Linked DNA regions of Oncorhynchus mykiss: region 2 is linked to region 1. Evidence: chromatin contacts called from public Hi-C data. All regions are on one chromosome and are shown on one strand. The core of a region is the stretch at or near the end of the contact, and the rest is flanking DNA. Distances in the headings are between cores, read along the strand shown.

The links. A called contact is a pair of places that touch in the nucleus more often than the background predicts.
Region 2: a Hi-C map of blood shows a contact between it and region 1, with 5 times the contacts expected there. The contact joins the promoter of LOC110521925 here to the promoter of LOC110521922 in region 1. A contact is called at or near these places in 2 of 3 Hi-C or Micro-C datasets (blood and liver).

What each region holds. Positions count from the first base shown.
Region 1 is chr30:45,442,022-45,449,662 of USDA_OmykA_1.1, reverse strand. LOC110521922 (jupiter microtubule associated homolog 2) reads right to left here and starts at 2,113. Exons shown (of 5, transcript XM_021599892.2): 1 at 1,915-2,113; 2 at 734-882. The coding sequence starts at 1,970. LOC110521921 (protein cramped-like) reads left to right here and starts at 4,800. Exons shown (of 21, transcript XM_036968605.1): 1 at 4,800-5,132; 2 at 5,499-5,851. The coding sequence starts at 5,083.
Region 2 is chr30:45,596,808-45,604,159 of USDA_OmykA_1.1, reverse strand. It overlaps LOC110521925 (SPRY domain-containing SOCS box protein 3), which reads left to right and starts at 3,064. Exons shown (of 7, transcript XM_036968816.1): 1 at 3,064-3,372. It overlaps LOC110521926 (V-type proton ATPase 16 kDa proteolipid subunit), which reads left to right. Exons shown (of 3, transcript XM_021599898.2): 3 at 1-998.

The DNA of each region.
Region 1 (7,641 bases), core at 864-3,363:
CCTAATATTTATATATTCCTTAATTCCATTATTTTACTTTTAGGTTGTGTGTATTGTGTTTTGTTGTGAATTGTTAGATATTACTGCACTGTTGGAGCTAGAAACAAGCATTTCGCTACACCAGCAATAACATCTGCTAAACATGTGTATGTGACAAAATAAATTTGATTTGGCTGGTTGAGTCTTGTGACACTTTAGTCACCAGATAAAATAAGTGACCTGTTGCCCTTATCAAACACACGCACTGCAGCATGTCAACACAATCCAAACATGATTTGGGGAAGAAATGGTGAGTAAGTCAACACTTATCAATGGCTCATTTTTTAACCTTAAATGCTAACGTAGCACCTTAGTGGCAGTTTTCACACCACATAGACCTGAAAAGGCTCGGACAGCTCCAGAACCAGGGAGGGCAGCCATTGCCTGTCTGACTGCCCAGTCACCTTGTAGGAAGACATAGGAAGCATATTCCCTTTCCACACCGACCTGAACTTTCCTGGCTCTGATATTTTCCTTTCACAGTCCTTTCTATCATAGTTCCAACATCCTTTCATGGTTCCAGTATCTATGGTGGATGCGTAGCCTTTATTCTGTATTAAGGACTAAAAGAACACAGACTGCCACCCAATGTTTGGATGCATAACCAGGCCAGAGCAAAAAAGCTTTGATCAATTCAGCCCAGTAGTGTGAAAAGGGAATTTGTATGCCCAGTCAAGGTCCTTCTCGCTCTTACCTGGGGGGTTGGTTCGCCTGATGACACCCTGGGGCTCTGGTGGGGCGAAAAGGTTGGAGGCCATCTTGTGGGGCCGCCTCGAAGCAGCTGCTTCTCCCTCATAGCCACCGAACAGGTCGCTGGAGACACCTCCGGGGGGACGCAGGACTCTGAAAAGGAAACATCAGAATCATGTTGGTTCACGTAGTGGTTCCCAACCTTTTTTGGTTACTGTACCACCAAATTCATTTTGTTCTGCCTGGAGTATTCCTGGAGTACCCCCCCCCATGTGCTTTACCAGCAAGCCTATGGTCTCATGAGTCTTCTCAAGTACCCCCTGTGGATAGGCAACACACACTGTGGCTCCTGGTTGGGAACCACTGATGTAGAGTATATAGCCTGTAGGCCAAACTCTGCTGTCAGCATTCATCATACACAAAGGCAGGCAGTGCCTGGGATAATATGATTAGAGAATGTTCCATAATGAAAACGTGTATATAGCCAAATCTAGGAATAGAATATGCAGCATGTACAACTTCTTATATATAGACAGGCCACAAATGGCGGCTGTGGCCACATTAGCTGTTAAATGTTCTACAGTATGACTGCAGGCTACACAGGCCTACTGACCTAAATAAACTGTTTAAAAGTCACATTTAGTTGTGTAACGTTAGCTGATCACAACTCAACACAGAACACATATTTAGCCAGTTAACGTTAGCTGGCTGTTCTTGGGATGTTCGCAGGGGGGGTTAGACAACCATAGTTGACCGCGCAAAAAAAATGAAATATGCCCAATTACCCTTACTTTTAAGAAATAGGTTGTTGTAAACGGGGTGTGGGTGACTGTGTCTGTTTGGAAAATGCAATGAGCGTCATATCGCTGGCTACACCGTAAAAAAAAAAAAAAAAAAAAGAATTCCACGAGCTTCCATTTCCGCAGCGCACCCCCCCAGAAAAACCCCAAAGCCCATAGAAGCTGTTACCAAATGAAAAGTTTACTACTGACAAAACGGAATAAACATTTTACCACTAAATTGTCTTATAACTAGTTAACGTTAGTATCACCAAAGTGCCATCTAGCTAGCTAACTGCTAACTACAGGCCAATGAGCATAAGGGGTAGCTTTCAGGAACATAGCCAGCTAGTTGCTTGAATTTTGCCTGCTGCAAATAAAACCTGTGGATGCAATTTCGTGTTACCTTGAACTTGGCTTTGCGCCATTATCGAGTCCTGAAAACATGTTCGTCGAAGTCATTGTGAAGACTGTCTTCGTGAGAGAGGAAATTAATGTCGTAGCTAGCTCAATCTTTTAAAAAGTTTTGTTGCTTGGTTGCGTGTTGCCCTTCCGAAACCGGGAAAAGCCCCGCCCACTCGATAGGACGAGCCAGCAATGGGAAGAGCCTCAATGGTCAAAAGCATTATCAGTCGAAAGGTGTGACTAATTTCATTGGTTAAATTACTAAAGATAACGCCCTCTTTCCATTGTGATTTGGCTTTCCGCCTGTCTGTCATATTAGGTGCAGGCGGTTTACTCGCCCGGACTTTGGGCGGTATTTCCATAACTGGAAAATGAACTAACATTTTAACTTGAAACGGTTCCAGGTAATGTAGCAGTATTTCATGGTAGTAAAGTTAAAATAGTGGGAACTTTTGCGAGTGTAAGGTTTACTGTTCATCTTTTGTTTATTTCACTTTTGTTTTATCTCTTTCATTTGCTAAGGTAAACCTGCGTTTCCCATGCCAATAACGCCCCTTGTTTTGAATTGAGTACATTGGTGGCGCGTGTGATGTTGGTTCTAGGCGGGGAACATACCATAGAAATCGATCTAAACTAAATTAGAATTATATGTCCCATTGCTATACCCAACTTTGCAGATGAATGGGGTTCGATTAATCTCATCCGGGCGCCCGTGTCGGCGTGTTTTTGGTACTGGCTAAAAGTGGATTGCATTCGATTTGGATCCGGGCTGCCTCCAGGGCTTGAGCCAACAAGTTCCGGGCTCTGGACGGCGAGTCGGCTCAAAACAAAAATGACAATTAAACACACGTCTCAAAGTAGCTCTTTAAAACAACAAAACAAAACATTTCAGTGAGCCCATTGACATTTATGTCTGGACGATCTTCCATGGTCATCCACAGCAGAGGCAGGTGGAAGTCCACCAGGTCACATCCTGTGTCCAATCCACTATCCATGCGCACCATCCTCACCCACTAGGTCCACGTCTCTTCTGACTGAGGCCCAGATAAAGGGTTTATCAGGGGGGAAACAAATCAGAAACCAGGACACCTCTTTGCCATCCCCAGTCGTAGACTCCTTGGTAATCCTCCGAAATACACACCTGGGTGAAGCCATACAGCCACTAGTTTAGGGCGCTTGTAGCTCACTAGTTAGCTGGAATAGCCCTTGAAATAAACCATTGTGGGATTTTTTTTGTGATCCTCTGCCCTATTCAACAGTCTACAGGCCTCTGCCATCTCGTTGTTTCAAATAAAAACACAAACTAGCTACAGTAGCTAACTAGCTAAACAGCTAGCTTCTCAGTTCAGTTAGTCAAATAACTGACTTGACAGTCTTGCACTGCTGTGGATCAATATATATAAAATCAAAACTTAATTAGCTAACAAAATAAAAGTTGATTTAAAAAGAGTGAAAAAAACACCTAAAACTATTCAATTATATATCATATTTAGAGCTTTCTGCCTGGGCGACCTCCACGGCAACCCCGGATCTAGGTTTTCCAATGCGAAAGTGATTGATTTTCATAAAAACAATTAATCTGCCTTCCCAATGGAAACGAGATAGAACATTCAAACGTTTATTTTATGATTTTTTGTATTTCGACGAAGCACCATGTTGCATTGTTGTCAAAATGTTCGATTTGTGAGGGCACTCCTCCTTGCTTTCGCCCGATGACGTCACAGATTTTGGCAGGGCCAATGTAAAATGACTCCCCGCGCACCCAATAACGTATGTTGATTGAGATATCCAATTGGGTCATTTGCATCCTCTTTTATCATCAACAATTGGAGCTCTTGGATGTCAATCATATATCTTTCTCCCTCAACTGACTAATCAGGAGATTTGTTTTTGAGTTGGAGTGGGCGTGCTTTGTGCAAGAGAGGGCTGTCAATCGGAGTTGGTTTAGTTTGCACGTTTCCTCATGAAGTCGTGAACACAAAAGTCAAGACATGGTAATTTTGTGAATTGTTTAATCTTTGTCTCACTGCAACACTGTGCATAATTTCGTGTGAATTTGTGCTTCAGACTATTCCTTTGCTATCAAGTATCATTAGTTGACTAGGTTTTGGCCGCACATCACCAAAGTTAATTTAGCTAGTAACGTTAGCTAGTAGCTAGCACCAGTGTAACGTTAGTTGCTTTTTGAAGTGTGTATCCCGCTCCTCCTAAAATGTACCTATAGAAATGACACGGGTTACGAGTGGAAAGATAACAGCTGATTATGTCTACTGATCTATCAGCTGAGGTGAGGATAGCAACCACAGAATAAAGCAATAATTTAAACAAACGATAGATTATTCAATTAGCTACTCATATTTCTGCAGTAAAAAATAATATTTTGTCAATTTGTTTGAGTTTGAAAAGAGTTCTCATTAGGTTGGACAATCATGATTTAGAGAACACATACATCTGACACAGTAATGTGTCTTGTTTCCCTGCATGGGAATGAATTTCAAAGAATTTAGGGTGTATGTTTGAGACGTGACAGTAGTTTAAAGTTGTAGCTACAGTAGTAATGTTTCTCTCCTCAAAATATTTGAAGACGTCTAAAGAGATGAAACACCTGTATCAGTGCATGTTAGAAGTAATATGTATCTTGCAACTTAAGTGAAATGCAGTGTCTGCTCTATGTATATATGGATTATATATTGTTGTAGTTGAACACTCAATATTCTATTGGTTCGAGTGCTTGTGGTATCCGCTGTTGCTTTCTAAAGCTGAGTTCATATCAGAAGCAACTTTTTTTTAATGCAGTTAACATAATGTCGTCAAACATCAATGTTAAACAACGATTCTGGAGATGAGGGGGTGAAGCAAAATTGAGACTGCGAGCGTTCTGTGCTCTTTTGTGGCTGTAGTAAAAACTAAAACCTGCTAGTTTATTCAGATTATTTATTTTGAGCGTTTGAAGCATGTTATATAGTTAAATGTTTGGTCAAATATTTCAGCTCGTCTACGGCAATAAATTGCGAGTAAGAGTGTGGTACTCGGATAGTGAACAGTTGAGCTGCGCAGAGTTAAATTCAGTCACAGCTTGAGCGAGGTGAAGATAGTCGCGGCTAGACCCTGTTCATGCTTTGAATATGCCCAATTTTATATACTGTTGCATACTAAAACCGCCGGGTCGATGGTGAAAAGAAAGAAGACATCGTCTGCTGTCGAAGAGCATGAAAATGGGTAACCTTGTCTGATAAAGAAGCACTGTAAATAGAGGTAGATTGTATAGAAAGGTTTTACGTTGTCGTTTCAGCGGGCGCTAAACTCAGGGGCGCTCGTATTTGAATTTCGGATAAAAATAAACCCATGTAAACTGTTAGAAGTTTAAGATGACTAACAAAAACACACGAACAAGGTATAGTAATATTTTGGCTTTCAAAATGTAAATGAAAACATGCAGACAATGTTCGTGTGTCGATTGGACTGAGGGGATTTGAAACCAGCAGCGGCGGCCATGTTGAGAGAACGAACGTCGTCTTTTTAAAGTTGATTTGCGTTGTGATGTCTTTTAAATGTCAAACATTTGTATTGATTGTGTTTTGCCAGGATGACAGTTGGGCTGAAAGACTGTGTCGATGACACGAATAATTCGGGCAGAAAGCTTGACGGTTGTGACGAGGAGAGCGGAGATCAGGGGAGCGATGAGCGAAGTACAAAGAGAGACGGAATGGAAATCCATACTCTATCAACTACGGGCTGCACCAGTTCAGCACCGGTTATTACCACCTCCGTATCGAACCCGTCTGGACCTTGCTCGAGCCAACAGCCCCGGTCCTCGACAGCACCGAGTCACGACCAGCATCATTTTCTGAGATCCAGCGTTCGACCCCCGAGCAAACGAATCCGGAAGGATTCCATCGCCCCAACTATCAATGGTCACAACGGGGAGAAATCGAAAGGTATGCTGTGAAAGTGTTTGTGCCCGGGGTCACCTGTTTTATGTGTTATAGGAGTACCCCATCCCTCTACTCCCCGTTTGTAGTTGGCAAAAGTAGCTAGGTCCATCTATTGGTGATGGTCAGTGTTTTGAATGCAGGATAGGGGCAGCATAAACGCACTATCTATACAAAAGGGACACTTTAATTGTTTAGAGGCAGGAGCCTGGAAACTACTTAATTGCATTCAAGTTGTGAGGCCTTCCCATATTATTGCTTATGAGAGGGAGACGGGCGTGGGATGTCAGCATTTTAATTAATATTTTGAATGCTCATTTTGCGGTATTGGAATACTACTCAACATAAAATAATTATGACTCAACATAATATTTTTTAGAAGCAGTGCTCACTCTGTTGTTGAGGATTGGGTTGTGTGTCTGTCTCTCCTGACTTGCACATTGAGGTGGCGGCCAGTGTTGCTCCAAGCCAGCCTCGCATGTTGTTTTTCGAACTTCGCTCCACTCCTAATTGCAGGCCTTACGATGTTGTGACACGCTGGCCTCAGTCTGACTGTTTGTGCTAAAACGGGCATTCTAACCAGTTATTTTTTATTTTTAAAGCTACAGTGCCTTGCGAAAGTATTCGGCCCCCTTGAACTTTGCAACCTTTTGCCTCATTTCAGGCTTCAAACATAAAGATATAAAACTATTTTTTTGTGAAGAATCAATTCAAACTTTTTTAACAATTCAAAAACTGAAAAATTGGGCGTGCAAAATTATTCAGCCCCTTTACTTTCAGTGCAGCAAACTCTCTCCAGAAGTTCAGTGAGGATCTCTGAATGATCCAATGTTGAACTAAATGACTAATGATGATAAATACAACCCACCTGTGTGTAATCAAGTCTCCGTATAAATGCACCTGCACTGTGATAGTCTCAGAGGTCCGTTAAAAGCGCAGAGAGCATCATGAAGAACAAGGAACACACCAGGCAGGTCCGAGATACTGTTGTGAAGAAGTTTAAAGCCGGATTTGGATACAAAAAGATTTCCCAAGCTCTAAACATCCCAAGGAGCACTGTGTAAGCAATAATATTGAAATGGAAGGAGTATCAGACCACTGCAAATCTACCAAGACCTGGCCGTCCCTCTAAACTTTCAGCTCATACAAGGAGAAGACTGGTCAGAGATGCAGCCAAGAGGCCCATGATCACTCTGGATGAACTGCAGAGATCTACAGCTGAGGTGGGAGACTCTGTCCATAGGACAACAATCAGTCGTATATTGCACAAATCTGGCCTTTATGGAAGAGTGGCAAGAAGAAAGCCATTTCTTAAAGATATCCATAAAAAGTGTTGTTTAAAGTTTGCCACAAGCCACCTGGGAGACACACCAAACATGTGGAAGAAGGTGCTCTGGTCAGATGAAGCCAAAATTGAACTTTTTGGCAACAATGCAAAACGTTATGTTTGGCGTAAAAGCAACACACCATCCCCACTGTCAAACATGGTGGTGGCAGCATCATGGTTTGGGCCTGCTTTTCTTCAGCAGGGACAGGGAAGATGGTTAAAATTGATGGGAAGATGGATGGAGCCAAATACAGGACCATTCTGGAAGAGAACCTGATGGAGTCTGCAAAAGACCTGAGACTGGGACGGAGATTTGTCTTCCAACAAGACAATGATCCAAAACATAAAGCAAAATCTACAATGGAATGGTTCAAAAATAAACATATCCAGGTGTTAGAATGGCCAAGTCAAAGTCCAGACCTGAATCCAATCGAATCTGTGGAAAGAACTGAAAACTGCTGTTCACAAA
Region 2 (7,352 bases), core at 1,815-4,314, 150 kb before region 1:
CTTGATGGTCCTTTGTAGATCTAATATGTTTGAATAAGTGTTAGCAATATGGTAATAGTAAAGCCACATATCTACCCCCTACCTATATTGCTTATTCATGCCTGTCAGATCTACGAGGGAGGTGTTATGGTCTGTGTCCCAAATGGCACCATATTCTCTACATAGTGCTCTGGTCAAAAGCAGTGCACTCAATAGGGAATAGGGTGTGATTTGGGAAACGACATGGGGTTGCTTTGGGATTGGGCGGGAAGCGAAAAGCGTCCTCTTCCTGTACAGTCGTCCTTGAGTCCAGTAGTCAACCTCTTGTAAATGTAGTGACGCGTTCGTCCTGTCAGTTTACCTCCTTCCTCCCAATTTCCTTTAATTTGTGTGTCTGCTAAATGGCTTTTATTATTATTCCTTCGTTTTTTTCTGAAGAACTCAGTTTGGACAAATCATTTTTATTTTATCTGGGGACAATTTTCACATTAAAGGACCAAACTAATACGAGGACATGGATGACTATTTTTTGGTTTGTTTTTTTCACTATTTATGAAGATTTTGAAATGTTAATAAAACTGTTTAAATGGAACAAAGTCATTATTGCGTTCCCAATGAGAGAGAGAGCTCTGTGTATAGCTAGATGAATTGCACTGTGGGTAATTGTTTGAAGTTCTTGGAGTTCCTCTGGATGCATGTATCCAGTTGTTACTATGGAGACTCTCTGTCCAGATGTGGGAGTTAACTGTGTTTGTTTATGGCAGCGGGCATGTAAAAGTGTGTGGTGCATGTGAACGTGTGTGTTTTAACTCGAATACATCATTCTCAACACTCATTCGCACCGTTGACCTGTAGTACTGGGGGTGTAATCATTACTCCAAATAAAAACTAAACGGAAACCGTTGAGTTCGTAAACAGTTTCCATTGCAAGACGTAATGAATAAACCCCAGCCGTGTGGTTGCAGATGCTCAATGTCAGGCCACGTCTAATTTCCAATTAAATCTCAACCTCCAAATCATGTATTTTCTTGCATTATTTAATGATTTTCTGTAGCAATGTTAGAATAGCTTGCTCTTTATCCATTTGCACTGAAATTGTATATTCACTTCTGTTCTAGTTCTCAACCCAGAAGCAGCACATGGTCAATTGTGTAGCAGTATCTCTGGAGCAGTTTTTTTTGTTTGGGGGGGTTCAATGGCAGTAAGTAGCACTTGGATATGGATGCTGTTGCCACTTTGCCAGCACTGCAGATGCCTGCTCAGTCACACCTGAATTCTCCCGTCAGCCTTATGTGAATAGTTCCAGCAACAAGCAAGTGGTGATGTCTATGAAATTGATCCTATATGGGCTGTAGTGTAGGAATGTTAAGCCGTGTTCATATTTATATAGCAGCACTAAATAACAGCATTCACAATCGTCACGTGCAACTTCGCAATTAGTTGGAGGGAAGAAAAATCCCACATGGCAGCAGTTGGTTTGACAAAGTATTGTTTTTCTGTTGCCGGAAAGTAGGTCATGATAGTCAGACAGTACAGTATGAACACAGAACAATGAGTCAGATATTTCACCGATGTATTAATGTGAAGCATCCAGTTGGCGTTTCCTCACTACCAAATATAATGAGGACAAAATTCTGCAAATTTTGTCATTGATGAAACATTTGATTTCCATACAGTTTTCTGTTTCTAAAACTAAAATCTGTAGCAAAACTGTGTTTTGCCAAAGTTTTGATATGTGTTTGGCGAATTGAGTTACTGCACACGCGCAGTGGGCGTTCCCTTATGGAAATAAATGCTAGAACACGCCAATAGGATTTCCGTAGCTGGTGCTTTGCTCACTTTTATTTTACTAGGCAAGTCAGTTAATAACAAATTCTTATTTTCAACGAGGGCCTAGGAACAGTGGGTTAACCGCTTTGTTCAGGGGCACAACGACAGATTTGTACCTTGTCAATTTGGGGATTCGATCTTGCAACCTTTCTGTTCCTAGTCCAACGCTCTAACCACTAGGCTACACTGCTGCCCACTCGGATTAATTTATTCCCATTGGAAACGACAGGCTCTGGTCTATCTTGGGTTAGTTATAAAAAAAAAATTGTTTGAAGTTGGGGGCAGGAACTGCTTCTCCGATAGAAATCCCGCTTCAGGCGGCGCTGGCAAACTAAAGAAATGCGTAGAAACACCTCATTTGGTCCATTCAACAACAGAGCGATACGATCCTTGTTTCAGCAGGATGTTGGAATGGATTTATTGATAATATCTGTTGGAAAAAAGTTTGGATGTTGCCACACACATACCTACTTGTTAACAAAATTAAGGAAGTTTCCTTTAAAATTATTCATAAATATTATCCTGCCAACCACTATATGAAGAAGTTGAAGGGAAACATCAACTCAAATTGCTCCTTTTGTAATGACCACCCAGAAACAGTTTTGCATATTTTTTGGCATTGTATGCATGTAAGAAAACTGTGACAAGACATCAGTAGGTTTATAATTGAACACATTTATGAAGATTTTACACTATTGTGGAGAGATGTACTGTTTGGATTATTTACATACAATAGAAATAAGCGGAAACATTTGTATGTAATTAATTTCATTATTTTTTGGGCCAAATTTCATATACACAAATGTAAATTTACAAACAGAAAACCACATTTCGTACCCTACAAAAATAAATTGAACTGTATTTTAAGACGGTTAAATGCTCTACTAACAAAAAAGCTGTTAGAATTGTAAGTATATGCATGTCCCTTAAGGTCCTTGTGTAATTGTACTGTGATATTGTACCCCCTAGCTCGATTGTCTATTGTTTGTAATCTATGTATGCTTGTGTTCCCTCATGTGCTTTATGTATTGATTTGTTGTTAATTAAAACATTTAATACATTTAAAACACCGCATCGGGTAAACGGACGTCTCGCGCCAAACTGCGCAAGTGCAAGCCTTCAAATCAAAGGCACTCCTTATTAACTATAAAGTAATTTGTGACGAAAATGAACACGTGTCAGTTTCGCACTTTCATGATGTTGGAATAATAACGTGTTGAACTACTTAAAACATTGTTAGAATCCAGGTTGTGCCTTTAGATTTTGAGAAAAGTAAAAACTAAGGAATACTTTTTGACGTATGACATTGAAGTCTAAAATCCGGCCTGGTCTGTTTGGCAAGCGTTTCCGGAAGTCTCGCGATGTTGCGCCTCGGTTTAGAAACTCTGTCATAGAGAGTGACTTAAGCTAGTTGGCCGAGTAGCATGTTAGTAAAGAAAGTACTTCGCTGCAAATGTTTCAAAAAGATATTGGCCTATATAGTCCTGTGGCATTTAACGAAGACTAAGGGTTTATTTTTAAGTGTCGGACAGGAAACGGACGGCTGGTAACGTTACAATACAGGTACATTAGCAATCGCGCTAACGCTGTCTAGCCAGCCAACTGTAACTAACTAGGTACTTGCAAGCTAGCTAACGTCAACAACAAAACATGTTGTCGGAGAAAGGTTAAACTGTAGATATGTAACTAGTTATAATGCATATTATTTCTTACATTTTTGCCATGATGTAAATGTTTAGGCCTTGACCATGTAGGCACAGCTAGCCCGTTGACGTTAGTTAAATTGAAAACGTGTTGCAGCACTGTTGGGGCTGTTCGCGAGCCCGCTAGGCCCAAAACGTACCAGACGAGATGATTGATTGTATGATCTAGTCAGTAGCCTAGCCTACATATTTGCGTCGCTTGGTCACTTAATTTAAACAGATGGATGGTTATTTTATGCACAGCAACTAGGTAAGTAAAATGTAGCTAGCTAAAATATATGCATGACAGTTGATGGCTCGGAAAAACTAGTACACACTTTTTTTTGACAGCGTATGCATATTCTTGATACCATTTGAAAGGAATATAACACATTGGGAGAATATAACAGATTAGATCTGGTAAAAGATAATACAAACGAAAAAACATGCCCCCCCCCCCCCCCCCATCTTTGAAATGCAAGAGAGAGGTCACAATGTATAATTCCAGGTTAGGCGCAATTCTGTATTTGCCAAATAACCATTGCATTTCTGTTCAAAATGTTGTATCAAGATTGCCCAAATGTGCCTAATTGCTTTATTAATACATTTTCAAGTTCATAACTGTGCACTCTCCTCAAACAATAGCATGGTATTTGTTCACTGTAATACCTACTGTAAATTGGATAGATTAGATTAACAAGAATTTAATGTTTCTGCCCGTATCGGATATGTCTATGTCCTGGGAAATGTTCTTGTTACTTAAAATGTCATGCTAATCACATTAGCTCACGCTAGCTCAACCGTCCCGAGGTGTATGGTATATGGTCAATATACCACGGCTAAGGGCTGTTCTTAAGCATGACACAATGCGGAGTGCCTGGATACAGCTGTCAGCCATGGTATATTGGCCATACACCCCAAACTGGTGTATTATTGCATTATTGCTATTATTATTGCTATTATATAAACTGGTTACCACTGTGATTAGAACAGTAAAAAGTAATGTTTTGTAATACCCGTGGTATATGGTGTGATGTAGCACAGTTTTCAGCCAATCAGCATTCAGGGCTCGAACAAGGTTTATAAATGTATATAAATCCCCTTTGCGCGTGTGCATAGCTATAGATAAATCCGACAGTAAATCTCTGAGCAAGAAATACTTGGATGAACATAAACAAAACTGTTAGGCTATTTTCTGACAATTATGTGCCAGATATTAAGACTACAAACCATTATAAATGGCCCATTTGCAAGATTGACTTGTAATTTCAATAGGCATAGGCTACAGACTAAAATCTGGGTTTATGAATGCAATTACATTTTGCCGTAGTTTGCTTAGCTTAAGGCAGGTATCCTATAGCCCCTGATAGGCCTACATCTCATTTCAGATAGTCTACAGTATCCTAGACAAGATGTAGGCAAGATATAAACTGAACGATTTAGCAGCTTGCTTAGTTCAAATGAAGACTAATTTATTAATGAAGAGTGAGGCGATTTCGCAATTAGAGGTGCTTGTTTCCCAACAGCCTGCTTGAATAGGCTGCTGAGGATGGGGTCATAATTTCAATAATATGTATATGAACTGAATATGCTTGTCAACAACAGCCAGTGTTTATAAAAAAAAAATTAAAAATGTTTTACCTGTAGACTAATCTGACAACTGTTACGTCAATCTAATGCGTTCATAATAATACAAGGCTACAACAACAAACTGTCGTAGGCTATTTATTAAATTGCTTTGCCAGGTCCAGGTAGGCTACACAAGTGACACACATTGATTTGCAATGACTCCAGTGATGTCATTTCAACATATTTATTGTATGAAATGGTATATACATTTAATAGGTTACTTGATGGCCAGCAGAGGCAAATATATAGTTCTACACATTTAGCCTATTGTCAGTTACATTGAGGACTTTTCTCCATAAGAAGAACCACTTCCATTTCAAATTTCCACTCGGGTAGCACCGGAGACCCAAGCATACATAAAGCATAAAGCATGCTTGATACCTTTTTCTTTAAGCAGTCAACATTAGATTGCAGTTTAAACCACCTCTGAGCGAATTTATGTAATGCACTCTAGTGCGCCCAAAGCCGTTTTCAAGTGCTTTTGGAACCGGTTCTATACTGGTACCTTTTTGCGTTGTGTTCTGGGGAGTTTTAGGTGGAAGGGAAGGGAAAGCTCTGGACACAATTCTGCTGGTTGTCTCTTTTACCCCCTTTTTCTCACCATTTTCGTGGTATCCAATTGTTAGTAGTTACAATCTTGTCTCATCGCTACAACTCCTGTACGGGCTCGGGAGAGACAAAGGTCGAAAGCCATGCGTCCTCCGAAACACAACTCAACCAAGTCGCACTGCTTCTTAACACAGCGCGCATCCAACCCAGAAGCCAGCCGCACCAATGTGTCAGAGGAAACACCGTGCACCTGGCGACCTGGTTAGCGTGCACTGCGCCCGGACCGCCACAGGAGTCGTTATTGCACGGTGAGACAAGGATATCTATACTAGCGCTAGCGCTGCGTCACCCGGGAGGCCCCGGTTGTCTCTCTTTTTAAATGACTGCATGGAATGGATACAAATGCAGGGCAAATGTTAATGCTGCTGTCTGAACTCATACACAAGTATATTTGCCTCTCCTCACCACGCTTTGAGCAAACTGACAACAAAAAAATGTATCGTACAAAATGTACATGTTCATATTTTCAAAAGACTCAAATTTAATTTTTATTAAAGTTGTACACCAATATACTAGTAATTTGCTAATAACAAGTATTTATTTGAATGTTCTATTATACTGCAGGCATACTAATGAGGCAACAACACCCTTCCTGACATGACCAGACAGTTAACAAAATGAACGACCGCTAACTAGGCACATCAAACATGAAATACAAAAATGTCACATTTTAACAACATACCTGCATGGAATGGCTACAAATCCAAGGCAAACAATGCTGCCATCTGGACCCTCATAACTCAAGTATATTTGCCTGACAAAAGATAGTAAAGAATACCGTGAGAATCAGAAAACTCACACTGTCTGTACCTGAAAGAGACCCTTTCTAGCTGGGCTAGCCTTTCAAAGTTGCACTCGAAAATTATCCCCATTCACGCTAATATATATTCCTACAGACAGTAGTGCAACAAGACTATGTTTATTTAAGATTTTTGTGCATTTGTGAAAATTTGCATTCAAAATACAAATAAACATACATAAACACACCTTTCCTCATCACACTTTGAGCAAACTGAGGAGTAAAAGCATGGCTCCCGTTGATGGCATCACATCACAATTTAGAAAATAACTAAAATAAAATAGTTATCTTGAAAGTAGTACAATATATCCCAAAATAACCTTTAAATAAATGAGGGATTTTCTGTGAAATACAAAGTGTATGTTACACCAGTTACACTTTGTCTCCATTGTTTCTTGATGTGCATCAGTTCTAGCATAAAGTTTTATGGAAAAAGGGTTACAAATAGGTGTCTCCCTAATGACAGTCTAAATGGCCTACATTCAACTGGTAAAAAGTTGTCACAACGTGCACGTGTGCTGCTTTCTGTCCTCTCCCTCACATGACTTAGCCAATAACTGTAGTGTTCTCTTAACAAACACACACACAAACCTCTCCGGCCCTCCCCACCAATCACTCACTCAGCATCAGCCTGCCTCATTGCCTGGCACTCAGCAACAGGCCACAGTGAAATATACAGTACCAGTCAAAAGTTGACACACCTACTCATTCCAGGGTTTTTCTTTGTTTTTACTCTTTTCTACATTGTAGAATAACAGTGAAGACATCAACTTTGAAATAACACATATGGAATCATATAGTATCCAAAAAAGTGTTAAACAAAT